Linked DNA regions of Sus scrofa: regions 2 and 3 are each linked to region 1. A link is a contact called in public HiChIP or PLAC-seq data. All regions are on one chromosome and are shown on one strand. Each heading gives the region's core, a stretch centred on a gene start, on an enhancer-like site or on the middle of the called end of the contact. The rest is flanking DNA. Distances are from core to core; before and after follow the strand shown. Region 1 overlaps PIK3R1 (phosphatidylinositol 3-kinase regulatory subunit alpha). Region 2 has its middle 380 kb from the start of PIK3R1. Region 3 has its middle 230 kb from the start of PIK3R1.

Region 1 (4,808 bases), core at 773-3,272:
ATTGTGATTTATAACTTTAAAATATTTAGACACAGGGTCACTTGGGCCTCCTTCTGTGCTCTTGCCCCAAGTCCCACAAATGTGGGGGTGAGCTTACTATCAGAGACAAAGCCAGTACAAATGACCCCCCCGCCACTTGACATTCAATGGAGTGCTTGTGCATGTGCTGTAGAAAAGCCTTTATCTGCTTACGTATGTTTTGGTCAGTTACCATCTTAAGAAATGTAATGCCTTCGTAAACTGTTTTTCCATGCTTTACCTACATGTTTTACCCAACGATACAAAAGAAATAAAATCCAATTGGATGACACAAATAATGTCCTTCAACCTTACACTGGTAACTGTATCTTTACTCCACAAATACATGAAACCATCTTAAGTAAAAATATTTTTCTCATAATATACCAGAAGAGGGAGCTAAATAGACTCATGTCAAATTCCTCAAACTGCAGAATATGAGTAAATGAGTAAATGAAAATAGCTACATGTGTAGTCTGTTTATCAGCCATCAATAAACTTTTAGACACTTAAGGTTCATAAAGGTATGTACTTTTATCTAGGAATAGTTTATATAATCTAAGAAAAACTGAATACTGACAACGTCATCTCAATGAGATCTTAGTGGTGTGATTCTTTATTATAAGCCACGTACCAGGTTAATAAGCAAATGTCTAATGAAGCCCATCTTTCTAGTACTGAGTCAGCATGGGAAAAGAACAGATTCACAAGACAAGAGTAAAGTCAGCTTATGTTGTTAAATTTTAACCTCATTTCTGTCATTTTGAAAACCCAAACCCTAGACTCTAAGACCCCTTTAGGTTGCAGTATTCCCTGAGATAGACTATAATGTGATCTTGCCACCTAACTCTATTAGCCATTCTAACTGCCCACGATAAAAGGAGAAGAGCTATGTTACGGAAGGAAATCGTAGAGCAGCACCCTCCCATAAAACCTGCTGTGATGATGGAATGTTCTATTAGTTGTGCCACCCAACAGGTGCTGCTGAGCACTTGAAAGTGGAGCTACTGCAAAGGAGGAAGTGAATTTTTTAATACTTACTGATTTAAAGTGAAATAGGTCTATCTGGCTGGTGACCACGGTATTGAAGAAGCCTATAATCTGAGCCAGGGCAAATTTTGCCAACAGTAGCTAAAAGATTCCCAAGTTGACTTTGTGCTACAAAGAGCCCATGATAAAGCTGTCCCCGAGAACAAGGAACCAGACATGGGCTTCAGCACCTGAACTCAGGGCATACAAAGGTTATCACTCAGTTTCCTGGGCCACTTTGTCCCATGGCAACAGCACTCAAACACATTTTACAAAGGCATAAAGGCAGGACAGATATGCCGCTAGATGCCATAATGATGGTCACGATGAGGAGAGCTGAGTGGGAACATCACCGCACCCGTGTTTTTCCCCCGCCTGCCTGCACCAATGGATCACGGGGAGAACCTGTGGAAGACAGATGCCTGGGTACGACCACAAACTCCCTGAATCAGGAGAGCCAGGAAGGGAACCAGCAATCTGTTTTGGGTTAACAGTACATTTTAGGACATGCTATTAGGAGAAGCAAATCCATCTGGGTAACCCTCACCCCCTGCCTGACAAAAATCCAGCAATAACTTCGGCCAAAATCTATAAAAATATGAGGATACCTGAAAAAGTGCTAGAAACACCAATACCTTGCAAGGTTTGTAGTCTTGAGCATTGAAAGCACGGTTAAGATTTAAAACAAGAAATACTAGAAAATGAAAGAGCACAACATTTCATTTCCTCTGACAAATGATCAACTACTTCCCTTTGCCTGAGCTGATCAGCTCACAAAAACCTCCTCCCCCGTAAATGCTTTCTACACTGTGCAAAATATCATCCCAGCAGCATAAGGTGACAGAAGGAAAACATAAAGGTAGGGACATGTTACTAATGGGGGCTCACTGTAGTGTTTCTCCATGGTCCTCTCAAACTTACAGAGCTCACAGCACATGCCAAGGTCCAGAAAGCTAAAAGCTAAACAGCAAACACAGGAACCCACAAATCCACACAACACTCGTCCAACCAACATGCCTAGTTCCTCCTTCCTGTTCTTCATAAATTACACAGGCATTTTTTTTTTTAATAAAGTTGGCAACTGAAAATGGAATTACTTAATCAAGGTTTATCGCCTTGTAGAATCTTATCAACACAATCATTTCTGCAGGCAAATATGGAAGTTAAGTGATAATTAGAGATTTCACTTAACAGTGATTGAAATATGCATCTGACAGTTGTTCTATTACTGGGTTGGCAAATACTACATATAAAGTTGTTTCTACTGCTCTTATTTCTTCACTTCAGCTTGAAGAAGGTGGGGGTGGGGGGCACACTACCTTATTTCCTTAGCCTTTCAATGTGTCTCTGGCAAATATGGTAGTTACCTTTCCATATCCTGAGCTGCAAAATACCACTGGTTTTACTCATTCAAATGCTACATGAAGTTTCTAAAAAGCATTGTGATGGCGACCAGGTCCTTGCAACAACACCTCACAAAGTGCACCCTGGAATATTTTAATAAGAAAAAACTAGACCATATAGTGTGGAGTACAGGTACTCCTTTTGTACTATATTGACTGAACATATCACTGAATTTTTAATATTGAAGAAAGTATATTACCCAAGTAGAGAAATCCATCCTACCTGATCAAAGTTTTGCCATGGGAATGTTAAAAGGTAAATTTTACAAAGAGAGAAGACTTTTTAAAGTAACAATTCAAGGATTTCCTATTCTCTAGCACAATATCTATGATTCAATCCATTTCCCCTTTAAAATGTTTAAACATAGGGAATGAGGAAGCACTACACAAGAAGCCTTTAAAGTTCACATTTTCCACTTTGGGCACCAGGATCAATTAGCAGCGAAAGTCGAAAATGCCGTTCTAAAGCAAAATACTAATTATTTCAACAACCCTAAAATCCACCATTCCTTTAATTTTATCAAATATACAAGGTCAATATTTACATTTCTGTTAGATCCCACCTTAGGAAATTCCAACAGGAAATGACAGTTGCTAGGAAGTACCAAATTTGGCAAGTTGTCCTCTGAAAAGTCCATGATAAAGTACCATATCACACAGTTCAATAAACTAAAATGTGATATAACTAAATATGCATATTTAAATATACAGAGATTATATATGGCGACTATCAAACAAAACACAAATTACCAGAGCATGATTCTCATCAAGTTGACACATCAATTCTCACTTGATTTCGCCTTCCAGACAGACTTTTACACCTGAATGAAGAATTTTTTTTTTTTTTTTTAAATCTGGCTGTAGCCAGTGTGTATGTCTGGATAGCCAAGTCTACTCTTAAAACTCTGGGTGAATTTTCAACTCCCCTACTTCAGTCCAACATCAGTTTTTCATTTGGGGAATCATTTTTCATCAGAAGAAATCTGTATCGCTTAAGGAGAAAGAAGACAAGAAGAGCAGAAGGCTCTAAAAGCGGTGGTGAAGCCAAGACATGTATTATTTCAAAGGAAAAGGGGAATTGGTCCTTAACAAGGACACCAGTGAACGAGGTGTCCCAGGTTGCAGAAGAAATTTTTGATGACACATCAGAGCTGCATTTTCCACTAGGTCTCCCCACTCCGCTCTCCCCTCCCCACTTGCCCTGGTGACAACCAATCACATGGAACAGAAGAGCCCTTCTCTCCCAACTTAGGCCCTTCCCATACCACTAACACGGACAGGCCTGAACAGTCCTTGGGCACCAGTGGCGTGTGGGAGACAGTGGCATTCCTCACGGTAAACGGTGCCAACACCGCTACAAAGTGCAAGATGAAACCAGCACACAGCTGCACCTTTTGGAGCCTTCTCCATTAAAAAAAAAAAAAAAAAAAAAAAAAAGATATTTTAGAGTTACTGCCTGGCACGGATGAATGGAAAATTTAAGCTGAAATTCTGGACTCCAGAGACTGCCCAAGCCAAGTATTTCATTACTGATGGAAGGAGCTTGGAAGTACATAAAAAACTGCCACTTACCTTTTAAAATGTAACACAAATACACAGAAAGTATATGCAAAGTGTGGATCAATATTAAATTAAGATGCTTGTCTTTTAACTGTTGCTCAATCAAAACTTTACTCCTGTCTGACACAATCTCCCTCATTCTTTCAAATGAAAAAAATGTACATTCTGGTGGGCAAAAATCTAAAAAAACCCCAAATACTTTCCTTAAATACACCTTATAAGCACGTTCATACTTTATGCCTATATGGCTAATATCTTGAACGTTTAAACTTCTCAAGTTCTATGGGCAAAGCCATAACGAATGCTGGCTAAGATAATGCATCTAAAAACCGCAAACAAAACAATTCTGAGTTCCTTCATTTTGGACCACACCTGTTTAATCAGTAGTGGATAAATTATTAAAACTGTTAGGTTTAAAGCCAAAGACAGCTGGGTTTTAATCTTGGTTTTGCCACTTAGGGTATGCTAATTAACTTGAACCTCGGTTTCTTCATCTGTGACATGAGAATAATTTTAAGTATAACAAGGACTAAATGAGTGATATATAGACAAACATGGGTAAGCAGAGTGCCTAGCATGTAGCAAAGCACAAACTAATGGGTAGCTGCTGTTAACTTCGAATTATTCATGCAATCTTTTTTCATTATTATTAACAGGTTTTTAAAATAGCCAATTGCACTGGCAAATTTTAAGACCAGAAACTTTTTTTCTTTTTTTTTCATTTTAGGCTGCCCTGCAACATATGGATTTGGCAGGTTAAGGATCAGATCTGAGTTGCAGCTGTGACCTACATGGCAA
Region 2 (4,808 bases), core at 1,012-3,511, 430 kb after region 1:
CACAGTATAAGGGTCAATTTTGTTCTTTTTAATGTGGATGTCCAGTTTTCTCAACACCATGTGTTGAAGAGACAGTCCTTTCCCCCACTGAATGGTCCTACCACCCTTATCAAAGACCATTTGGCCAGATATGTGAGGATTTATTTCTAGGCGCTATATTCTATTCCATTAATCTATGTGTCTGTCTTTATGCCAGTATTACAGTATAGCTTTGTAATAAGTTTTGAAACCAGGAAGTGTGAGAGCTCCAACTTTGTTCTTCTTCAAGATTGTTTTGGGAACACTTTTCTTTCAGTTTTCATTTTTCATTCTTCTATGTCTTTAAATTTGTCTCCCTCATTATGGCACCTTTTCTTTTGTAATTTATATTACTGCATCCTTTACATTTGGAAGAAAGATGGACGAAGACAGCCTAATTGAGTTACCAACTTCTTAGTAGTTGTCTAAAGTAGTTAGCCCTAACACAATGTGCAATAACTCTCTGAGTCCTTTCTAGGAAAGGAAGTGTGTGATGGAATAGAGACCTGAAGCAGGAGTTGCACATGTATGTTCTTGCCCTGTCTTCAATTATGAGCCATTTAGTTTTGAGAAAGCGACTTCGCTTCTGCAGAATCAGTTTTCTAAGGATCAAAAGGAGGGGGAAAGTTGCTAAATTCTAGAATTCTACCTTTTTTTTTCTTTTTTCAGGAAGATCAGACATGGGAACTAAATCTTAGCCCAGAAGATTCAAACCCTCAGGAGCTGGCAGTCAGCTTTGCCCCTCTCTCTTTTCTCTTTTCCATTTTATTTCCCTTCTGACTCCCCATTGCTTTCTTTTACTTTCTGGAAATTCTTTCTCCTTCATTTTGTCATGATTGTTTCTAGTTTCTCAATTTTGACTTTTAAAATGTTCATTCAATTTTCAGAAGGGAAAAAAGTAGCAATGGTCTAATCTTCATGCATGTAAGCACCACGCTATGCTCTATCCCTTCTTGGGGAAGGTCAGTTCACCATAGAGACAGCATCCAAGGAGACTGAGAAGCTGAGTGAGCATCTACATAAGGTGACATGAGAGAATGGGGCAGATACACACCTCTGTCTTTCACTCCTCATCCCTGCTTCTGAAATCTCCCACTGAGGAGACAGAGAACAGTGAAAGGTGGGACAGTTCAAGCCTCCTTATTTCATCCTTCAGAATATTAACTGATCCTTTTTGTCTCTTATATTTTTTTTCTCATATCCTTGACATAGTCCTCCTAACTTGAAGGACACCAGTAGAGTCAAGCTGGTTCTTCTCACTTTATCCTCTCTGTCATCCACCTTGCATGTCACTGCCAGCATATCCATAAAGCTGTACTTATAGTTGTCATTTGCTCAAAAATCTACAGTGGCTTCCTGTTATTTTTGGCTTTAGTTACAAATTTTTCTGTTTGGCTTTGCAGGCCATTCATCATCTGAGAGTAGTTTCCCAGCCCTTCCCAAAAGCATTCTTTAACAGCTCACTTCCTTTCATGTATTCTGCTCTTATTTCCAACCCCTTGCCTTTGCTCATGCTGTTTTTCATCATTTGTAAGAACGTCTCTCCTCACCTTTATCTACTAAGCAATTTTGGTCTCCCACATAGTTTCCCTGAACCACTCTAGATGATACAGATTTTCCTTCTAATTTCTTACTGTTCATATAATAATTTCCATACAGTTCAGCATTTAATTTTTCTATATATATATTTTTTTGTTTCCCTGGCCTTTAGGAATGTGGACTTACGTTTTCAAATTTATAACACCACATGCAAATGAAAGATACCATGATTATTTTTAGAACCAAAAATGTTTCTACATGTTCACGAAGTATGTATTCAAGTCCCTGGAATTAATTCAGCACACAGAACTGTTGCATGTCAAATACAGAGTGCCACTGCTCTGAAAGATGATTCCTACTATTGATGGGAGCTATTGGATCTACTCCACTGAATTCCAAATTGAGTAACTGTACTTGAAAAGTCTATCAGATAGATATGTTTCTCTTTTAGGAAATTACCAGAGTGAATCCTTCTGATAAATACATCCAGGAGCAGATCAGTGTCTTTTAAAATGATGACAATGTACAAAATAAGAGAAGATACAATTAAACCAAACCAAGAAGAAATTTCTCAGCTTGTCAATGAGATGTAACAGCTTTACAGGCAGATTCTCCAAACAACAAGCCTCCAAACTCCTTGCAGATAAAAATTACGATATTTGAGAAGCAATGGAGACTAATTCAGTCATTTCTCAAACTGAGTTTCAGTTCCTCCTTCATGTACTGTGCAATACACATTTAATTTTTTCATATGAAAAAGGAATGCCTTTAATGTTGACTTTTGAAAAGAGGTCACATCTGTGTTAACCTCATAAATATACTGACGGCTTACAACTTTATTAATTCTGTATAGCCTCTACCCTCTTATGTTCCCTGTCTGTATTTATAACTCTTGCTCTTTTTCACAGATACTGGAAAATGGAAGCAAACTGGATTAAATACCAAGCTAAGGCTTCCACTTCTGGCCAAACTGGAATTTTGTAGACTAGATTTTTCTTCTTACAACACACGCACAAAGTACACAAGCTATATGAAGCACTGACTTCCAAGACATTGGATATTAACAATGAAGAATGCAATCCCTGGGATGTGAGAAATGAGTGAGGTGAAGCCTCTGGCTGCCCAAGCTTACAACACTGGGGAAGACTCCTGGTCATGGAGCAGAGAGGGGAAACTATGTGTAGTCTAGCAGAATCCCTGAGTTGAAGAGATAGAGCTGAGTGTCTTGGGATACCAGGGTTGCTGGAGTTCTTTAGGTGGAGTTCAAAGAAGAAAGAGTCACAAAGAAAGAGAACTCTAGAGAACCGTACAGGGTCAATTCCTGAGTTTAGCAGCATATTGATCAAGTATATATGTGATGAAAGTAACTGGGATTGGGAGAAGAGTCACCAACAGGGTTAGTGGACTGGTATCCGTTGCTCACACAGAGTCAGGAAGTGCCTGTTCCCAACAGCTGTAGTGGAAAACTCTGTAAGTCACATGGACGTGGGAGAGTTCTAAGAATAGTTTTGCCTTAGCAGTAGAGAATTACCGGGTCACTTTGCTGTACACTCGAAATTGACAGAACACTGTGAAAAACTATAATGGAAAATAAAAAATAAACTAAACATGGTTCTAGAACTATACAACAAATTTTAAAGAAAGATCCAAATAACTTAACTATATCCAAAAATAAAATATAAGAATATCTACAGAGATACAAAATTATCCAACACCTAGAAAGTTAAAATTCACAATTCCCAACATCTAATAAAAAATCTTCAAGTATGGAAAAAGGAAGAAAAATATGACTCATAATGACAAGAACACTCAATCAAAACCAACTCATAACTGACACAGATGTTAGAATTACCAGACTAGGTCTTTCAAACAGCTACTATAACTACATTCTATACATTCAAAAAGCTGAAAAGCAGAAATACAAAAAAGACACAGATAAAATTTTTAAAGATGAAAACCAGAATGTCTGAAATGAAAAAGTAACTACAGGGGATAAACTTCAGGTTTGACATGGCAGAAGAAAAGAATAGTAAACCTGATGAGAGAGCAATGGAAACTGTTCAAAATAAAACACTAAGAGATAAAACAATAAAAAAAAAAAAAACTGAAAAGAATACCAATGATCTGTGGAACAACTCCAAGTATCCTAATATATGTGTAGCTGGAACACCTGAAAGAAAGGGGTGACAGAAAAAAAAAATTGAAAAAATAATGGTAAAATTTCTTTCCAAAATTGATGAAAACTGTAACCCCACAGACCCAAAAGCTACACAAAACCCAGTGTGCATGCACACATACATATATATGCAAACAAACAAAAAGCAACTTTAAAGCATATTACAAGAAAATTTCTCAAAAATAGTAATAAAGAGAAAATGTTAAAAGCAACCAAAAAAAAATTAGATGTGCTATGTACAGAGGAATAAAGACAAAGAATAAAGCAGATTATCACATTTTTTTTTATAAGAAACAATGCAAAAAGGCAGCGTCCAACATCCAGGAAAAAAAAAAATGTCAACCTAAAATTCTATACCAGAGGGAAAAAATCCTTCAAAGACAAAGGCAAAACAGACTTTTTCAGTCATACAAGAGCTACAACACTTTCCCACTAACAGTAAAACATCACACGAATTATGAAAAGAGATTCTCCAAGCAAAAGGAAAATGATAGCACCTGGAAATATGGATCTACACATATAAGTGAAGAGTAATGGAATGGAAATAGTACAAGCATGCAAGATTGTTTTCTTCTGATTTAAATAGCTTCAATAGATAATTGGCTATTTAAACAAAAACAACAATGTAGCCTAGGGTTTATAACAGATAAAGTATATTAAAATGCACTAAGAGGACCAAGACCAGGTAGGAGGAACTTGAAGTGTACTATTGCAAATTTCTTGAAATATACATGAAGTGACATAATATTACTTAAAAATAGACTGTTGTTAATAACGTATAGTATAAACCCTAAAGTAATACTAAAAGAACAAAACAAAGAGAGCTAATAAGCCAACAAAGGAGATAAAATGGACTCATAAAAAATTTCAGTTGATCCAAATAAAGATAAGAAAAAGGAGAACAGGGAGTTCTCGTTGTGGCACAGTGGTTAACGAATCCGACTAGGAACCAGGAGGTTGTGGGTTCGATCCCTGGCCTTGCTCAGTGGGTTAAGGATCCGGTGTTGCCGTGAGCTGTGGTGTAGGTTGCAGACGCGGCTCGGATCCTGCATTGCCGTGGCTCTGGTGTAGGCTG
Region 3 (4,808 bases), core at 626-3,125, 290 kb after region 1:
CTAAGCATTTATTTTAAAAAAAGCTTTACTTGTCAAGAAAATTCAGGTTCAGAGATGATGAATTTAATGATGGTATCTACAACTTGAAGTTCTGATGAATTTCAGGTGCTGAACATCTTCCAACCATTTTTACTGGAATGGGAGGGATACAGCAAATGCCATGACTCAGTTTCAGTTGTGTTATCACCTCCGATCAGATCAAAATGCCCTTGAAACTGAGGATATGCACTCCTGAGAGTGCTTACATTCAACATATGGTTACACAAAGCCAAACTTCAAGATAAAAGTGAAGGAAATCAGACAGCTGCCCAGAAATTTCCAAATATTGGCAATATATTAGGATGAATGACTCAATTTTTCACTTTTCATCCTCCCATGTACAACTATCCAAAGCTGAGGTTATCTTGGTGGTTGCACTGATTTGGCCATAATAGATCTTATAAGCTTCCTAAGATCATGGCCTGCAGGACTGTGAATACTAATATAAGTATACATGAATTTTGACACATTCCAGTGGTCTTACTGGCACCTACTGAGCTTTCAGTGCAAGGTCTGATCATTGATCATCTCCAACTCCTGGTTCTCTTTGTCAAGTCTGACATATGGTTGGCACTTAATATGTGTCAGACAAATGAAATGAAATGACTAACAATGCAGTGGAAACTTAACCACAATAGCTGTTACACTCAGTAGAAATATTTCCAAAGCTAAACCAAGTGTTTTAAAAATGCAGCTCTGAAAAAAGGAACTAAAACAAATATGAAAACTAAGACACAAAGCCAAGTTAATCAACAACTGGGCTACATCATATAAATGTACATCTGATGAACATCTCTCTGAACTTGGGTTTCATTTGGAGGAGATTAGTGTATTCTCTATAACATAAAGACCCACATAGCGATAAGTAAGAACAGTTCAAAAGTCAATATTAATTAAAAAGGAATTTTTTTTTGTCTTTTTGCCTTTTCTAGGGCTGCTCCCACGGCATATGGAGGTTCCCAGGCTAGGGGTCGAATTGGAGCTGTAGCCACCGGCCTGTGCTAGAGCCACAGCAATGCGGGGTCTGAGCCACGTCTGCAACCTACACCACAGCTCATGGCAATGCCAGATCCTTAACCCACTGAGCAAGGCCAGAGATGGAACCCGCCACCTCATGGTTCCTAGTTGGATTTGTTAACCACCGAGCCAGGACAGGAACTCCAAAAAAGAATTGATTTTCAACTGAAGTCCACTGACAGATAAATGGATAAAGAAGATGTGTTATACACACTCACACACACACACACACACACTCGTGTGTAAGAGAATATTACTCAGTTATTAAAAAGAATGAAATAATGTCATTTGTAGCAACATGGATAGATGTAGAGATCATCATACCTAGTAAATCAGAAAGAGAAAGATCAATATCATATGACATCACTTATATTTGTAATCTAAAAAAACGATACACATGAACTTATTTTCAATACTAAAATAGACTGACAGACATAGAAAACAAACTTATGGTTACCAAAGGGGTAAGGTGGTGAGGAAGGAATCATTTAGGAGTTTGGACTTAACAGATATACACTACTACAAAAAAAAATAGATAAACAACAAGGACCTACTATATAGCAAGGTATATTCACTACCTTATCATAACCTATAATGGAAAAGAATCTGAAAAAGAATATGTATATGTATAATTGAATCACTTTGCTATACATCAGAAACTAACAGAACATTGTAAGTCAGTTATACTTCAATAAAAAGGAGTGGCTTCCTCTGTAATTTGGTACGAAGAATATTTAAGAGGCACTCACTCCTTGTGCACAGCAATGTTGAAATCTGTTCCTCCTCTCCACTTCCTTCCTCATCCCAGCCATTTAGATTCTCTTCAATCTCCTTCACTCTAACTCCCAGGACACTCCTCTTCGTCCTCCCCCCGCCACATGGCCTTTTCCCCTCCTTCCCCGTCAGCATTTGACATATAAGGAGAGTGAGATCCTATAACGTGTGTGGTGTTTAGGAACACAATTTCTTTTATAGCCATCACAGACATTTTAAAGCATAGTTAAATCTCACTCTGGCAGATGATTTATCTGCTATAGGATGGTAGCAAGGTAGGTAAGTGAGATCATACTGTTTTCAAAGTATAGATTTGGTAAAAGGTGTTTTATAGAACCTGGCATCCTTGAACTTAATGTTTCGGTTAATGTGAGTCTCACTTTAGGTAACAGCACTTACTGGCAGAGGTTGGATTAGCTACTTAGCTTTAGGACAACTGTAAGGATTGAGACAAAGGGACATTACAAAACTAAGCCAGGTGTTTCTCATTTATCCTCTGGAGGCAGCACATGTTACAAGCCTATTTCTTACAAAGGATCTTCAGGGAATTCTTTTATCACTTAGTGGTACCAGTTGACATGTCCCTTTCTAAGGTCATGTCTAGCTCTGAAAAAATGGCTTTACAAAATTTTCTCAACTACTAGTGTTGGAGACGTGATGTTTACTAAGTGGATATGATGTCTAGGCACTGACTGGCTATTGTCCACCTTGTGAAAATCTGATTAATTCCAGAAAAACACACTAACACAATTAAGGTATACACATACTGGAATGAAAACTGGGACATTATATATTCTGGCTGCAATGTTAGATATTGTTGATTACATTTGAAGAAACTGAGACTTTTTTTTTTTTTTAATTTTCTCACAGTACAGCAAGGGGGTCAGGTTATCCTTAGATGTATACATTGCATTTACAGTTTTTTCCCCCACCCTTTCTTCTGTTGCAACATGAGTATCTAGACATAGTTCTCAATGCTATTGAGACTTTAAAAAAGAGTAGATAATGGAGTTTAGTTGGATCTATATTCCTAATATTATTCTCTTTCTGACTGTTCTGATCCTTATTGAATTGTGCCCCCCGCCATGTTCTTGTCATGGTCATCAGATCTCCGTGGTAAATGGTTTTCATCTAACATATGTTTACTTTCAAGTTACAAGTGTATTCTTTGGACATCTGCCATGTTCCCTCCAGAATCCTCTTGGCTGTATTCTCATTCTAGCCACTGCTGCATTGGGCAACTTATTCCCTGCAGGCTTTGATCTATCAGCACAGCTCTCAGGGGTCAGAACTGCCCAGCACTTGGTCTCTGCTCTAGTTAGATACTGCTGGCTTCCTCTCCTGGAAGGAGACGCTGCAAAACTGGAGACGCTGCTTATACATTCACAACCAGAAGAATGAAAGTGATAATGCCTAGGGTCCTTCCTTTAGCACTGGTGGATGGAACACAAATACTTTCCTGTTTGCTCTATGTGATTCCTTTTGCGACCCTTTTTATGAGTCCTCAGAAAGTCCCAGCAGAATGAACCATCAGCTTCCTATATCAGAAGCCAAGCCTACAACATTTTTTTGCACAGGTTTTCCCTTCTTCAATGTTCTCCTCCCCTGCCATGCACCTCTGCTCTAAAGGATCACATTTTCAAAGAAATTGGGCACATGCATGTCTGTCTCAAGCTCTGGGAAGACACAGGCTCTAATATATATTTGTCCCACTGTTGGTAATCCTCTTCTTATCCGTTGGTAAGGAAGAGTTACATAAAAACCCTTTCCATGTTCTTTTCCTTTGATTACCAGAAACATCTACAGTGTCCAGTTAGTAAGTACTAAATATATATGGGTGTTGAGCACCTGAAAAGTGGCAAGTTCAAATTGAGATGTGCCATAAATGCAAAACCCACACCAAATTTTGGAGAGTCAATACTCCCCAAAGTAATAATTTTTATACACATTGTGTGCCAAAATGACAATGTCTTACATATATTGCTGTAATCAAAAATATTATTACAATTATTGCTGCTTTTTTACATTTTAAATTTAATATTCCATGTATGGCTACTATTGGATACTTTTAATATAGTTGAAAAGAGACTTAAGAGACAAATGAGTCACTGAAATACAATGACTTTGAAGCTAATTAAAACAAAAGTTATGTCTGAGATAATTCAGACAAAGACAAATACTGCCTATTATCACTCATACATGGAATCTAAAAAATAAAACAAACAAATGAATGTAAGAAAACAGAAACAAATTCAGGTACAGAGAGCAAACTAGTGGTTACCAGGGGGGTAGGGAAGAAGGGGGCAAGATAGCGGTTGGGATGAAAAGGTACAAACTATTGCGTATAAAATAAATAAGCTGCAAGGATATGTTGTACAGCACAGGGAATACAGCCAATATTTTATAAAAAATTTTAATGGAGTAAGACCTGAAAGATGTTGAATCATTGTTGTACACTGGAAACTAACATTACAAATTAACCATAATTCAATAAAATAATTATATAAAAATTATGAGACAATGAGACAAATTTTAAAACTGCCTACCTATTTGATATAATGAATTCTTGTCATAGAGTCTTTAAGGCATGATAATAGTCTTAACAGTATTTTTTTAAGTCTTTAACTTTTAGACATACACTAAAATATTTGTAAGTGAAATGATATGATCTCATGTGTTTATTTCAAAGTAACCCATGCATGGGGTAATGAAAAAGTGCATAGGCATACAAGTGAAATAAAACTGGCTTTCAGTTGATATTTGGTGAAGTTAGGTAATGGTGCCTGGAAGTGTATCATTTTTTATTGTCTCTACTTTCATATCTGTTTTGAATTTTCTATGATATAAAATAACAGGAAAGAAAACTTTTGTTAATGTCTAGTGATGGCAAGGCACTGACCTATAGGCTCTGTGCAACTGATATATAATAAAGGCTATACTTCAGTTTCTTCTTAGCCTCTTGGCAAGAAGGATGGCAC

The links. HiChIP or PLAC-seq counts read pairs in DNA pulled down with a chosen protein or histone mark.
Region 2: an H3K27ac HiChIP or PLAC-seq map of alveolar macrophages shows a contact between it and region 1. The contact joins two enhancer-like sites. A contact is called at or near these places in 2 of 2 datasets of contacts at active chromatin or transcription factors (alveolar macrophages and skeletal muscle).
Region 3: an H3K27ac HiChIP or PLAC-seq map of alveolar macrophages shows a contact between it and region 1. The contact joins two enhancer-like sites. A contact is called at or near these places in 2 of 2 datasets of contacts at active chromatin or transcription factors (alveolar macrophages and skeletal muscle).

The regions. Positions count from the first base shown.
Region 1 is chr16:46,490,140-46,494,947 of Sscrofa11.1, reverse strand. The region is part of intron 2 of PIK3R1 (phosphatidylinositol 3-kinase regulatory subunit alpha); the gene reads right to left. Among named protein-coding and RNA genes, the nearest start is that of PIK3R1, 58 kb to the right of the region's middle. Within about 2 kb of position 2,022, at least 7 of the 83 cell types and tissues checked have an H3K27ac peak or open chromatin away from gene starts, as enhancers often do. A contact at or near this core is called in alveolar macrophages and skeletal muscle, where this site is marked.
Region 2 is chr16:46,056,159-46,060,966 of Sscrofa11.1, reverse strand. No RefSeq gene overlaps it. Among named protein-coding and RNA genes, the nearest start is that of PIK3R1, 380 kb to the left of the region's middle. Within about 2 kb of position 2,261, at least 7 of the 83 cell types and tissues checked have an H3K27ac peak or open chromatin away from gene starts, as enhancers often do. A contact at or near this core is called in alveolar macrophages and skeletal muscle, where this site is marked.
Region 3 is chr16:46,198,483-46,203,290 of Sscrofa11.1, reverse strand. No RefSeq gene overlaps it. Among named protein-coding and RNA genes, the nearest start is that of PIK3R1, 230 kb to the left of the region's middle. Within about 2 kb of position 1,875, at least 5 of the 83 cell types and tissues checked have an H3K27ac peak or open chromatin away from gene starts, as enhancers often do. A contact at or near this core is called in alveolar macrophages, where this site is marked.